2 separate regions of the Mus musculus genome follow, and region 1 is linked to region 2. The links are chromatin contacts, called in public HiChIP or PLAC-seq maps. All regions are on one chromosome and are shown on one strand. Each heading gives the region's core, a stretch centred on a gene start, on an enhancer-like site or on the middle of the called end of the contact. The rest is flanking DNA. Distances are from core to core; before and after follow the strand shown.

Region 1 (7,070 bases), core at 245-2,744, 600 kb after region 2:
GAAAACACAGATAATTTACACTGCAATTCATAACAGTAGCAAAGTTGCAGTTATAAAATAGTAACAAAATAATCTTATGGTTGGGGGAGTCACCACACAAAGAGCTGTATGAAAGAGCCCCAGCATTAGGAAGGTTGAGAACCACTGCTCTAGCAAACCCTGTAATATCCCTTTGTCTCCTTGGGCTTTTTTGTGCTTTCATAGAAATTTTAGGATTCTTTTTTTCTAGTCCTGTGAAGAATGTCATTGGCATTTTGATGAATGTTGCGCTGAATATGAAGATCTCTTTGGTAATATGACATTTCACAATTATGTTTTATTTCTCACTCAAAATGTGGGTAAACAGGAAGGCAATCCTGGCTCACAGGGCCCCCTCATGCTTTAACTACACCGCTGGTGGGGAAACAAGACTCCATTGTCAAGTCAGCAGGAAAAGCAAGGCTGGGAGACTGGAGGGACCACACATGTCCCTGCCATTCCTCTGGTGGGACTGGCCACACAGTCCCCTGCTTGCAGTGGCTGAGAGGAGCTGTCTGTCCTGAAGAAGGAAGAGGAAATTGACTCAGACAGTGACAGGGCTCATCAGCGTCTCCTGTCCATCTGAGAAAACAGGCCTGCAGCAGGCAGGAGATCGAGCACATGGAGGAGCATGAAGAACCAAGAACCAAGAACTAAGAACCAAGAACCAAGAACCAAGAACCAAGAACCAAGAACCAAGAACCAAGAACCAAGAACCAAGAACCAAGGCACAGCACTTCAGGAGCAGATTGTGTGGAAGAAGTGTCTTTGTATGTTCCTGCTGAGGGCGGCCCTATTTCCAGCAACTTCCACCTCAGGAGGATGTGTCACCTGGCCAGGGTTTTAAAAGACACTTGCTTCCATGGCCTGCCTTTGTTCTTTTATTTCATTGTTCACTAAGTAAACTAACAAACAAACTCCCTATATTGAAGTCCGAAAACTTCAGGTGAGGAGTGGGTCCCTGCATGGAGAAGGAGGCCAAATGAAGAGTGCACCCATGGAAAGACTGGGTGGACCCCAGGTCCAGTGCCACTAGGGAGAAGGGACTGGAGAGACTGGGCCCAGATGGCGCAAACATCCATCCTCCTGCAGTTGAACCCTAGCTTCTTCAGCCACATCTCTCAGTTGGACCGACTGGAGCATCAGTTCCCACCCGCGACACAGAATGAGACACAGTGGGGTGGGGGTGGGGCTCATGCTTTTCTGACTGTTGAGGATGATTAATGCCTCAGCCCATAAAGTGCATGCTACCCAGGCTTCAGGACACAACGTTCTCTCGCCACACAAAGGAAATCTTTCCCAAAGCCATCTTCTGGAGTCACGCTGGCCAGTCCTGGTCACACATTTTACCCCTAAACCAGACTGTGCCAGAGGACCTGAGAGGGCTATGGCTGCTTGAGACTATCGTCATTCATCCCTTACAAAAACCAGCCCACTCCACCTTTGTTTACAGCCCTTTTCTCCAAGCCCTGATAAGCCCCCATTTGCACAGCCATCTGTTCCTGCCAAGGCTGGATTGTTAGCTGTGTGCTGTGTATGCAGCGGGAGTATGCTGCGTCTGCGCCAAGTGTGTGCGTGTATGTATGTGTGTGTGTGTGTGTGTGTGTGTGTGTGTGTGTGTGCGTGCACACAGGCTTGTGCGCTAGTCACTGCAGATAAGGAGTAAGTCAGCTCAGACAATGAAGCTGCTCAGTCCATTGTTTCAAAGCCGTGTGCTGAGGTCCCCACCTGCTTTCCCAGAAAACCAGGAAATTCTCAGTGCAAGACAAAGCCTCCAGATGGGAGAAATTAGCCAAGCGGTGTTAGTGGCTCAAGCAGAAAGTCAGGAGCAACCTCCTTGGCCCCAATTTCCTTTTTTGCCTTTCAGAGTTTTAAGCTTCAGCTTTGGCCCTGGGTTTGACTGTTTAACCAAGTGGATGGCTGCTTAGCTGAGCTCTGGAGGGCCAGCTTCCCCTGACTCTGCCACAGGAATCACCTTTCAGAGCACTCCCAGACAGGGATGCCTGGGTGTGGGAGAGGACAGGAACATAGATGGCCGAGAATTTCAGGGAAAAAGAGAAGTTAGCTTGATAAAGCAAATGGGCTCAGAGCTCTCTGGGATTGCTGTGAGCCTGGCTTGTTCAGTCTGGACTGCTTCCTCTCTGTCCTTCCTCCCTACACACATGGGGTTGGGGGTGGGGGTGGGGGTGGGGGTGATGGGTGAGAAGGGAGAGAGAGAGGAGAGAGAGAGAGAGAGAGAGAGAGAGAGAGAGAGAGAGAGAGAGTTAATTCTGTTATCTGAAGGGCAAGGCTGGGCTTCCAGGTCTCTGTCTGCTGAGGTCTTGCTCTGCTCCCAGGCCGTATCTGAAGGGAACTGCGTATATATCTAGCTCACCTGAAACAGGTCCAGTCTTCGGTGGCCATAGCCAGACCAAAATACAGGCTCTAGACTCAAGAGCAGCCATGAGCTTTGCCAGAGCTCACAGGACCCAAAGGGCAGCCAGCTGAGCTACTGGCTCTAGACCTAGCACCTAGGACAGCACCCAGGGCTCATTGACATTCATTAAATTATTGAATCAGTGACTGTTGGACTTGCTTCAGGGTAACTAGTTAATGCCTTACCTGATGGTGACATTCCAAGGATCCAGAAGGAATGTGGACATTAGGGTTCCTCCCTAAAGAAGTGTACTTCCCTCCCTCATCCCAGGCTGCAACAGGCAAGGGGAGAGCGTCCCTCACCACCCCCAGCCCCTCACAGGGTTTCTGTGACCCCAAGCAGTTAAGCAAATGTACAGTTACAGAATTGCATCCTGCCTCCCCACCATGAGATCTGTGCAGTTGGAGTTTTATGAATTCATTAAATGTGCTTGCAAACTTGTAAGGAAACAGCGCTACCCGGCAAGGAGAGCTACAAATTGGCACAGTCCCTGTGAGAGCTCGGTGGTAACTCCACTTGCCTCCCAGGCCAAATGGTTTTCCTGCTTTTCTTGCAGTTCCTCAGCCTGAAAAGGGAGGGTAGGACCTCTGGGTACCCTATGTGTTCTGAAGAGCTGCATGGTGTCTTCCTCAGAGACCTGGGGTGACCAGAGAGAGAGGAAGGGAGAGTAGGTTCCCTTCTCTGCATTCAAGACCACTATTGGAATCACACATCCAAAAGGGCTGTCCCAGGGGCATTTGGAGGCCTTCCATACTCCCCGTCTCTCACCCCTGCTAAGCAAACCTAAGCACAAACCCTGTATTTCCAATGCAAATGAGAAGACTGGCCTTCTGTGTCCCCAAGCCCTCGACAGGCCACCGTGGAATTGGCATAATTGCGCTCATTTGCATCTGTCTGCCTGCCCTCGAAAGTTCATGATGGACTCCCGAAGTTAAAAGTCACATGTGTGCAGGGTCAGGAGCCAGGAGAGGCTCTGTACGCCTGCAGGAAGGGCTGGAAGTTGGTGTCTCCTGGATGGATTTGAACTCAAGGTGATCTTTGGTCTTGGTCTCCTGTCAGCCTCCAGTCCTCCACGGAGCATCCCACCCACACAGAGGCTTCGTGTCCCATGTGTGGTAGAAAGCGGGTGAGGAAAGAGGGGCATGCTCAGATGTGGTGGAAGTTCTCTTGTACCCTTGCAGCCATCACCACGGTAAATGTCAGCAATGTAACTCTTTCCTGTGTCTGCATTGTTAAACACATCTGGGACAGCTGGCCTGGAAAGTGCAGGCATTCAGCTTGTACATCTGGACATGTGGCCCAAGATTTATGGGGATCATTGCTCTCGGGCAGTGAGGGGACTTTGTCATTACAGGAAGCAGTTTCTTGGGGAGAATGTAGCTGGTTTTAGCTACTTTGTAGGTTCTTCTTTTTTTCCACCTTTTAACACCCCCACCCCCTCATTTTAGCCCCTATCATTAGATTGGAGAAAAAGGCTAGAGGAAGGGGGTGGGGAGAGATCCTTGAATCTAATTTATTTCTTCTTGTTTCTTCTTTTAGCACAACTACTAACAAATTGCAACCAATCCCATTGAACCAACAACCAGTGACCCCCACCTATAGGGCCCCAGCATTTATATACCCTCTGAAAAGCTCCCTGAATTCCAAATGTAACACAATTGCAGAAACCATCTGCAGCTAGCAAACCCATGCCTCTGCTCAAGCAGGAGGCACATCATAGCTGCTGAGAAGCAGCCCCATATTCCTACACCTGGGATTAAAATTAAAACATATTTCTATAATATTTGTGTGTTTTTATAAGGTTTCAAAGTTCCAGAATTCTTAAGAATGTCATCACAGGGGAGGCTGGATCCCATCATCTCCTTCCCTTCCCTTCTCTTCCCTTTCTTTCCTTCTTTTTCTTCCCACACAGTATGTAGCCTAGGCTAGCTTCAAACTCCCTATGTATCTGACAATGACCTGAACCTCTTTTCTCACCACCTCCCAAGTGCTGGAATTGCAAATGGTGTTATCACACCCAGTTCTCGAGGCTGGATACTGATGCCATAGAAGAATGGCCTCCAGCATGCTAGATAAGCACTCTACAACAGGACATCCCCAAACCCCTAGCATCACATTCAGCAAGATATCTCCTGTGGCCTAAAACCTCCCTAGGCTTCCCCATCTCTAAGTGATCCCACCACCCCCTGTAGCTCCATGCTGGAAACCAAGCTTTACATGCAGTCCTTCAGGAGACATTCCAGAGCCAAGCTACAGAATCTCCATCACAGGAATGATAACCATGGGGCAGGTGGAAACCAACCTATGCACAACTGTAACCAGTAAAGACAGATGGCATCGGGACAGCCCACCTGGAGCCTGCTGGAAACTCTTCCCTGCTGGCTGCCAGGGGCTGGGGTGATAGAACACACAGCGCTCCAGGATCCTCTGGGCAGGTGCAGCCTGTGGAAGTCAGGGGAGGCAGATGGGCACCGCTGTCCTCTCCTGCGGTGACCTTCTCCCCACCTAACCAATGGCTCATGGTCATGAACTCAAACCTGGCTACGGAAAGACTGCTGAAGAACAGAGCTTAGGAGTGAACTTGCTCCTTCATATGCATTCCTTTAGCTTCCGTAGATGTTCCTAAGTTTCCCTGCAAAGATGCTGGGTGGACATTCCCACCAACCAGCTGAGTCTGTAAATGCTCATTTCCCCACATACAGGTGCTGCTACCTAACTTTCTGTTATATGAAAATAAAAAAAAAAGTTTCAATTTCAGTTGGGTTTCCCAAAATACCTAAACTTAAGTGTCTTTTACATTTGATTGGCTATTTATATGTCTTCTGTCTATGGGTTACCTTTTTATAGATTTTAACTACTTTAACCATTTTATTATTGACTTGTTTGACTTGTTTATATATATATATGTATATATGTAAACTAAATATATGTACATATGACTTGATATATATATATATATATCCTTGTTATCTCTCTTTTTCAAGTGTTCTAGCTATTTAATTCCAGACTGCCACTGCATATTATTGTAAAAATTTAAATTTAAACATTAGAGGGGGCAGAGAAATGGCTCAGCAGCTAAGACCACTTGCTGCTTTAACAAAGGACTCAAGTTCAATTCTCAGCACCTCCATGGTGGTTCACAACCATCGTAACTCCATTCTCAGAAAATCTGATTCAGGCCTCTGCAGGCACCAGATATGCATGTTGTGTGAAGACATATAGGCAAGACACGTAAAAATATATATTTTATATTTTTATATTAAAATATATTTTTATATTAAAAATAGGTTTTTAAGATTTATTATTTTTAAATTGTGTGTGTGCGCGTGCATGCGTGTGTGTGTGTGTGTGTGTGTGTGTGTGTAAACACATGTGAGTCAAAAAAGCATCATATACCCAAGAGCTGGAGTTGCAGGTGCCTGAGGTGGGTGCTGGCAACCTAACTTGGCTCCTCTGTAAGAATATCTTTTAACCACTGAGCCATCTTTTCAGCCCCTAAAGATTAGTTTTTGACAAACACAATTTAAATTGTTTATGATACATCTTTAAATCATACATCTTAGGTGCCATGAGGCTTTAAGTGTTAGTAGAAAGTCTCTCTAACTGGGGTTGTTAACTAGAATTTTTCAAATATATATTTTAGAATCATTTATGATTTCATTATGCTCTGGGATTATACTACATAGGACTTTTTTGTATAGACAACCAAATGTACACCCCTCTAAGCATTTATTGAATATTTTGTAATTGTACTATGAACATTTTTAATTAATTAATTAATTAATTAATTAGCTTTACATCTCAATTGCAGCTTTCCCTCCCTCCTTTCCTTGTAGTACCCCCCTCTCCTCCGCCATCTTCCCGTCCTCCCTTTCTCTTCAGAAAAGGGGAAGCCTCCCATGGATATCAACCGGCCTTGGCATATCAAGTTGCAGTAAGACCAGGTGCATCTTCTCCTATTGTAGCTAGGCAAGGCAGCCCTGTTAGGGATAAGGGACCCAAAGGCAGGCAATGGAGTCAGAGACAGCCCTTGTTCCTGCTGTTAGGAGTCCCACATGAAGACTCAGATGCACAACTGTTAAGTATGTGCCAAGACCCTAGGTCTATCCCATGCATGCTCTCTGTTTGACAGTTCAGTCTCTGTGGGCCCCTATAGGCCTATAGGGTTACTTGACTCTCTAGGTTTTCTTGTGGTATCCTTGACTTCTCTGGCTCCTTCCATCCTTCTCCCCCCTCTTCCATAGGATACCCCAAGATCTACTTAATGTTTGGTTATGGTTCTCTGCCTCTGCTTCCATCGGTTGCTGGGTGAAGCCTCTCAGATGGCATTTATGCTAGGCACCTGTCTGCAAGTATAGCAAAATATCAATAATCGTGTCGGGGGTTGGCTCTCTCTCATGTCATAGGTCATAGCTCTCAAACTGGGCCAGGCATTGGTTAACCTCTCCCTCAATTTCTGCTCTGTCTTTATCACCCCTTTACCTCTTGCAAGCAGGACAGATTGTGGGTTGAAGGTTCTGTGGCTAGTTTGGGGTCCCAGTCTGTCACTGGTACTCTACTCTGGTTACTGGAGATGGTCATTTCAGGCTTCATATCCTCCATTGCTAGAAGTCTTAGCTAGGGGCCCCCAGAGATG
Region 2 (6,762 bases), core at 1,884-4,383:
ACAATGGAACCAGATGTGAGCTGGAGGGTCCTGATGCCAGTTAGCTCTGCACGGCCAGAGCCCTTTAACCATGGCTTTAGGAAGCCTGTTTACTGTGGAGACCCAAAATTAACTTTGTGCTGCAGGGTTAGGCAGATCTAGCAGCCTCCTGGCTCAGCAGCAGGGAGAACTCTGGTGGGGTGCTTGCTCTCTCTTCCTGACCTCTCCCACCAAGGATGTTTGCACTTTGTAACCTGGGTGCTACCCAACCTCCCTCACCCCCTGGAGGATCCAGCTCCATGCTGCCTAGAAAACCCAGCCTGGAGGCTCCACAGGCCACAGCTGGCCCTGGTGGAGTGTGCCTGCTCACTGAGCTCCAAGTCCTTCCTTCGCCTCCTCTGAGCCCCATTTTACCGAAACATGCACATGGACAATGGATTCTCTGTTTTGCTGGCACACAGGCTGTTCCTGCTCAGGTGTTTTGTTTTGTTTTTTTTCCCTTTGCGGCTCCTGAAATCAAGTCTGTTTACCTTACGCCATGATCCTTTCAAGAATCAGAAAGGGACCTATACCTTCTCACCTCTTCTAAGCAACCTGCACTCCTCTGGGAAGGCAGGTACACAACCCTTTCTGGCCCTCCATCACTCCTGCTGTGTGCCATGGCACTATGCACACACCCGAGTTTCCTGGCCACCCTTGGTGCCCATTGCACAGAGGCAAAGTAGAGGCTTACAGAAGATAAGAACCCAGAGCTGGTGCAGCCTTTCTGCACATCCATGCATGTGGGTTTCAACAAGGACTCCTGAATGCCAATGAGCACCCAGAGGAAACAGTAAGTGGGGGCAGGGTACGCAGTGCAGTGGTAGCATCCCTTCTGCAAGCTGATCTTCTAGCCACACTCTGGTACCCAGAAGGATCGCTGGGAGAAGCAGGGTGGGAGGGGAGGAAATATCAACTCCAGGGTGGCAGAGGCAGTCACTGAGGCTGTGCATAGCATGAGCATCGTGCTCTGTTCTTGATGCTGTCTGAGCGTGTCACTCAGCAGAGCCCTGGCTGAGAAGCAGGTTTCCTGACTGGAGACTCGGCAGCAGCAGAGGGTCTGGGGTTTGTCCACACACAGCTGCTGCTGTCTAGGGTAGAGGGGCTCGGCCTTGAGAGCCATCTATTCATGCTTCTTGTCTCTCCCATGACTCTAGGAGGTGGGATGCGGATGACTTGTTGATTTGGGCCAGAAGACTGAGCTCTGCCTCTCAGGAGCCCAAGTCACTAGAGGCCCCGTCTGAACCTCAGCTTTCCGGAGGCCCTGAGTGAGTGGCCTGCTGCGTAGACTGTGACTCACAGAGTAGAGGTCCCTGCTATCCTCATAGATTCCTGCCCTGAGAGAAGAGAAGTCTGACAGAATCCCAGAGCATGCACACTGGCTCTCAGTCACTCCCTTCCCTGACCTCAAGACTATGTTATCCAATGGTGTGTCCTGGAAGGGAATGGGCTTGCAATGAGCATTGGAAGGGATCATAAGGAATTCTGATCAACTTCTACCTGTGGAGACTGATGGTCACAGAGAGCTCAGCCTTGGAGGAAGGGCATTTCCCAGGCAAAGCCTGTGGCCTGGACAAACCTGGGCTCTGGGGCAAGCATGGAGGGGCTAGTGTAGCTGGTAGGCACCTGTTTCAGGAGGGTCCCTGCTGAATCATCACAAACCTGGAGGTACTGGTGTCAGGTCCAGCCATAGCCACACCACCACACTGCCGCACTGCTCTTTTCTGGGACCTTGGGTAGTACCAGCCTCCTGGGTGGCTGCTCCTCTCAGGTCTCCAGCAGCTTAGTCTGTGGCCCTGCCCCATTCTCCCTGGTTTGGATCAATTGCCATTTATCTGCCTCCCAGCAGGGCTGGTATGGGGTTATGGCTAGAAAGGGAGAGTGAGGGGTGACATGGCCTCTGCAAGAACTGGCTGTTATCTAGTGTGGTGCTGAGAGTGTTCCCAGGCTAAGTTTTCCCTCCAAGGGTGGTAATTGAAATATGCCAACTAGTCCGAAGTGACCCAGCCCGTCAGCAGGTTCCAAGCCACACCCTGGTGTTCGGTGGTAAGCAGAACCTCAGAGGTCCTGGAGCTCAAGGATAGACAGGGGCTTAGAAGTGGAGGGCAGTGTAGTTTACAGCCAGCTCCCAACTCCTGTGGTGCTTATTGTTCACTTTATTTATGTGTGTGCCTGCTTTGCTTGCACGTGTCTGTGCACCATATATGTGCCTGGTACCCTTGGAGGCCAGAAGAGGGTGGAAGATGTCCTGGAGCTGGGGCCACAGATGGTTGTGAGCCACCATGTGGGTGCTGGGAATTGAACCCAAGTCCTCTAGAAGAGCATTTATGTACACACGTGCGCACGTGCACACACACATACACACAAACACACACTGGCTATTTTCTTCTACACTCTCTATACTCTCCCATCTTGTGTTTTAACCCTGTCTCCCGTGGGCCTCACTGATTTGGCTCAGGTGGCTGGTCTTTCTGTCCCCGGTGCTGGGATGACTGGCATGCATCACCACACCCAACTTATTACCTGGGTGCTGGAAATCAGAACTCAGGTCCCCATGTTTGCGTGGCAAGTGCTTTGCTGACTGAGGGGCACTCCAGGGAGTCACTGCAGGCAGGGAGGCCGGTAGGGAACTTAATGACAAACTCATAGGACAGGGCTGAGCCAGGTTGAGAAAATGGCTGAAAAAATAGATAGCAGAGGTGGAAAGGACCACAGGAGAGGCCCATATTGTGAGTTTGGGCCCAAGGACAATTAGCTGATGGATTTCCAGCTTCATCGTTTCCATGGAGCTAGGGACAGAGAGTAAGCATCACACCCCCCACCCCCCCCACCCCACGGCAGCTGACAGGGGCAGATAATGGGTCATACAAGGCTCCTCAGGCATTATGTAGGGTGAGCCTGATTTATGTCAAGTGTGGCTGTTTGAGTGGTTTTGTGTGTGTGTGTGTGTGTGGTGTGCTCATGTACACATGTACGTGTGGATGAACGAGCTCGAGCTTGTGTGCATGCACATATGTGTTTCCTGCATATGTGCTGATGTGTTTGCCCTGCAGTCTTTGTCTTCATTCATCCACCTGCTTCTCCAGCCCTGCCTGCCCCTCCCCCACCTTCCCCTGGGCTCAGCCTCTTGACAACGGTTAGCTCTGCACAAGTGGAGGGAATTTATCCGCTTGGCTAGGTCCTGCTCCCAGGCACGAGGGACCATGGCGCCTTCAATTACACCAGGTGCAAATTCATTCCGTCCAAGTTCAGGGGATGGGGCCCAAGAGGGGCTGCCCTCCAGCCTTATTGCAAAATGCATTATTTTCCCTCCTCTCTCAAAAATATTTATCTATGCTAATTTAGTATAGAAGCCAGCTCAGTTCTGCACGGGGGAATTGCCCTATTAATTCTGCCACTTGGAAATACTGCGCCCGGTTGCAGAGATGTGCCTGTGGACTCCTGGGGGGACCCTGGGCCAAAGCAGCTTGGACAGCTCGGTGGAGGATGGGGGTGGGAGGGAGGCTGTCTGTTGAAGGGTACCAGGGATTTGTGTCTATAGAGCCTTTGCAGAGTGGAAATTAAAATGATAATAAGGGGGGAAAATATCTAAAGCTAACCAACAAACCTCAAACCGTCCCCATTTGTCAGCCACCCAGCTCTGTCAGACTATAGACCTGGGCTCAGTCTCTGTCACTCATTCACTGGATGACTCCGAGGAAATGCTGTCACCTCTCTGAGTCCATACATGCACCCGTAAGATGAAACACATCCTCCAGGGGCTGAGTTGTCCCTACGATGCCCCAGAAGCTGCAGCCTTATAGCAGGGTCCTGGGAAGGGAGGGTTTTCGTATCCTGGGGGTTCAAGCCTCAGGACTGTGCGCTTCCTCCTCTGTTCCTGATTTAAGTGAGACGTGGATCTTCCAGGGAACTCCATTCCGGGATAAGCCCAGGCAGGGAACCTGAGGCTTCTCTTCCCATCCAAAGCTTCAGCCTTCTCAGCTCTGCATCCGTCTTTCCCACTTCATCCCCTCTCTTGCCTCCTCTCCATTCTCCATGCAGCTTGGGTCCTCTTCTGGTGGCGGGAATCCTGTTGTCCTGGATGTAGAGCCTCCTGTGGCCAGCCTAGCCCCTGCAGCAAGAGGCACTCAGCAGCACTGGGGCTCTACCCCCATTCTGCCCCAGGACGGTGGCAAGCTGTGGAATCTTCTTCCTGCTCTTCACATTCTATCTGCTGTTTGTGGAGTTGGACATGTCAGACACTGGGGTCCTTGATTCACATCACCTCCTGAGAGAAGGTTCCCCAAGCCCTGTGCTCCCAGGTCTGACCCTGACATCACTGCTGCCTTCCTACAAGGCACTTGCGCCTGAGTACCTCAGGTGACCAATCTGGGTGCTCTTTCACACCAGACCCAACAACCTGGCTTGAGTGGGCCTCTGCCACCCGTCCTCCAAATAAGATGTGTGTGTGTGTGTGCATGCATGCACACAAGAATCTTCCCTTCTCACCTCCTACTCCAGCAAGTTCTGATGGTCTAAACCAAGCCAGGCATCCCAACTACTCTCATCAAGAATGCTTTGGCAAACACACCAGACCCCGGTCCAGATGTGAGGTACAGTGCCACTGGGGTGCGGTTGGGGTCTGTCCTCATCTTAGTTTTCCTGTCACCACCTGGAGGATCAGTGAGTTTTGACAGGGCCATCCAGCCTCCTGTCACCAGGACACTGGACAGCAACGTCACCCTAGACTCCCTCAGTCATCACAGTCCCCCCTCGCTCCGCTGGGTACTACAATAGCTAGAGCAGAGGTGCCTGGCCACCATGTATGCCCAACTCGATGAGCACAGCCAAGATAGTGCTCCCTCGACTCCCAGGCCTCCCGTGCCTCCTGGCGGCATGGAGTAGCTTAGTTGCTCCTCTGGGGCTCCACAGCTGGTTTTGACGGTCAGCTGTTATTACCTGGATGTCCTGTCTCAGGTGTGTCTTATCTGCGGTGTCTTCTTTTATTTTTATACCTGTTTTTGATGAAGTGTCTCTTTCAATCTTGTGCCTATATCAGTTAATTTCTGTTTGCTTGTTATTTTCTTCCCTTTTCTTTTTCTTTTTTAAAGCAAGTTCTTACGTAGCCGAGGTTGTCCTTGAACTCCTGATCTCCCTGCTTCTAGCTCCGGATTGCTGGGATTACAGTACACCACCAAACCTGGCTTGTTTTCACCCATTTTTTTTTCTCCCTTGTAAATTCGGTTTTGTTTTCTTTCTTTTTAAAAAAACATTTAAAAAAATTTTTAAATTTACTTATGTATATGAGTGCTCAATTTACATGAGAGAAGAGAGTGTCAGATCCATTACAGATGGCTATGAGCCACCATGTGAGTGCTGGGAATTAAACTCAGGACCTCTGGAAGGGCAGGCAGTGCTCTTAACCGCTGAGCCATCTCTCCAGCCCAGATCTTGCTTTCTTATACTCAGGCTTTGAGAGTTCTTTAGATATTCTAGACCTAGAGTCTGGGATGTTTTCTTACATTTTTTTTGGGAGTTTTAACTCTTTAGGATGTACTCTGTGAGTGATTTAGACTTTGTGTTAGTTTTCTCAAGTGACTCAAAATACAGCTTGTAGCCAGGCATGGTGGGTCATGCCTGTCATAATAGCATTTGTGAGATGGAGGCAGGAGGATTGCTATAAGTTAGTTTGAGGTTAGCCTGGGCGGCTATAATGTAAGACAAAACAAAACAACAAAACCAAACTGACAAAACACAACCAACCAACCAACCAAAAACACAGCTTGAATTTCTTCCCCTTCCTATCCCCTCCTTCCTTGCCTCCCTCCTCCCCTCCCTCCTCCCCTCCCTCTCCCTCCTCCCCAAGCTCATTGTTCTAGCCCCATTTTCTGGAAGACTCCTTTCTCCATTGAATTTCCTTTGCACCTTGGTAAAGGATCGATGGCCCATAAACGCTCAGGTCTATTTTGAGCTCTGTTCTGGCCCCCTAGATCAATGAGCCTCTATACTAGGCTAGCCTTCACTACAGGGCTTTATGGAAAGCTGGGGAGTCTCTGCTGGGGTCCTCTTTGTTCCTCCTTCTTCTGTAGGCCCCCTCTGGCTGTCCCAGTGCTGTTACCCTCACATGTCAATTTTAGAATTGGGGTGCCAATTCCTACCAAGAGCACATCAGGGCCCTGGTTAGAGCAGCCTGGAGAGCATCGATCGCTGAGGGAAGGATGGATGTTTTAATTATTCCCCACCTTCCAGTCCAAGGTTGTAACGTAACGTTCTGTTCATTTAGGTCTTTGACTTCTTTTAGTAGCTGTGAAGTTTTCAGCATGCAGATTTTCATTGTATTTCATAACATCGTATTATTATAAGTGGTGCTTTTGTTTGTTTGTTTTGACTCCAGGTTTCACAGTGTGGCGCAGGCTGGCCTTGGACTTCCCAGGATTCGCCTGACAGTGGCCCTCCAGTGCTGAGAACGCTGTCATGTGCCGCTGTGCCAAGGTGCTCATTTTCTTTACAGATTTACTTATTTTTTACTTCATGGGTATAAATATCTGCACACATCTCTGTGTGCGCCCCACACGTGAGCCTGGTGCAGGTAGAAGCCAGAGGAAGATGTCAGATTTTCTGGAACTGGTGTTACAGAGAGAGTTGCGAACTTCCGTGTGTGTTGAGCTGAGCCAGGTCTTCTTCAAGAGAATCTCTGAATCTCTGAGCCATGTCTCTAATCTGTAAATTCTACTTATAAATCTCCCTCTTTCTCTCACTCTATCC

What was found. HiChIP or PLAC-seq counts read pairs in DNA pulled down with a chosen protein or histone mark.
Region 1: a contact with region 2 is called in an H3K4me3 HiChIP or PLAC-seq map of embryonic basal ganglia, with 5 times the contacts expected there. The contact joins two enhancer-like sites. A contact is called at or near these places in 3 of 15 datasets of contacts at CTCF or cohesin (the NIH/3T3 cell line and large pre-B cells), 2 of 484 Hi-C or Micro-C datasets (bone marrow-derived macrophages and pre-megakaryocyte-erythroid progenitors), 5 of 115 datasets of contacts at active chromatin or transcription factors (differentiating embryonic stem cells, embryonic basal ganglia, embryonic hindbrain and 2 more) and 1 of 9 other capture datasets (embryonic stem cells).

The regions. Positions count from the first base shown.
Region 1 is chr6:89,612,292-89,619,361 of GRCm38.p6, forward strand. No RefSeq gene overlaps it. Among named protein-coding and RNA genes, the nearest start is that of Chchd6, 20 kb to the left of the region's middle. RefSeq lists an enhancer at 748-3,564. Within about 2 kb of position 1,495, at least 57 of the 459 cell types and tissues checked have an H3K27ac peak or open chromatin away from gene starts, as enhancers often do. A contact at or near this core is called in embryonic basal ganglia, where this site is marked.
Region 2 is chr6:89,010,063-89,016,824 of GRCm38.p6, forward strand. No RefSeq gene overlaps it. Among named protein-coding and RNA genes, the nearest start is that of Gm36639, 10 kb to the right of the region's middle. Within about 2 kb of position 3,134, at least 17 of the 459 cell types and tissues checked have an H3K27ac peak or open chromatin away from gene starts, as enhancers often do. A contact at or near this core is called in embryonic basal ganglia, where this site is marked.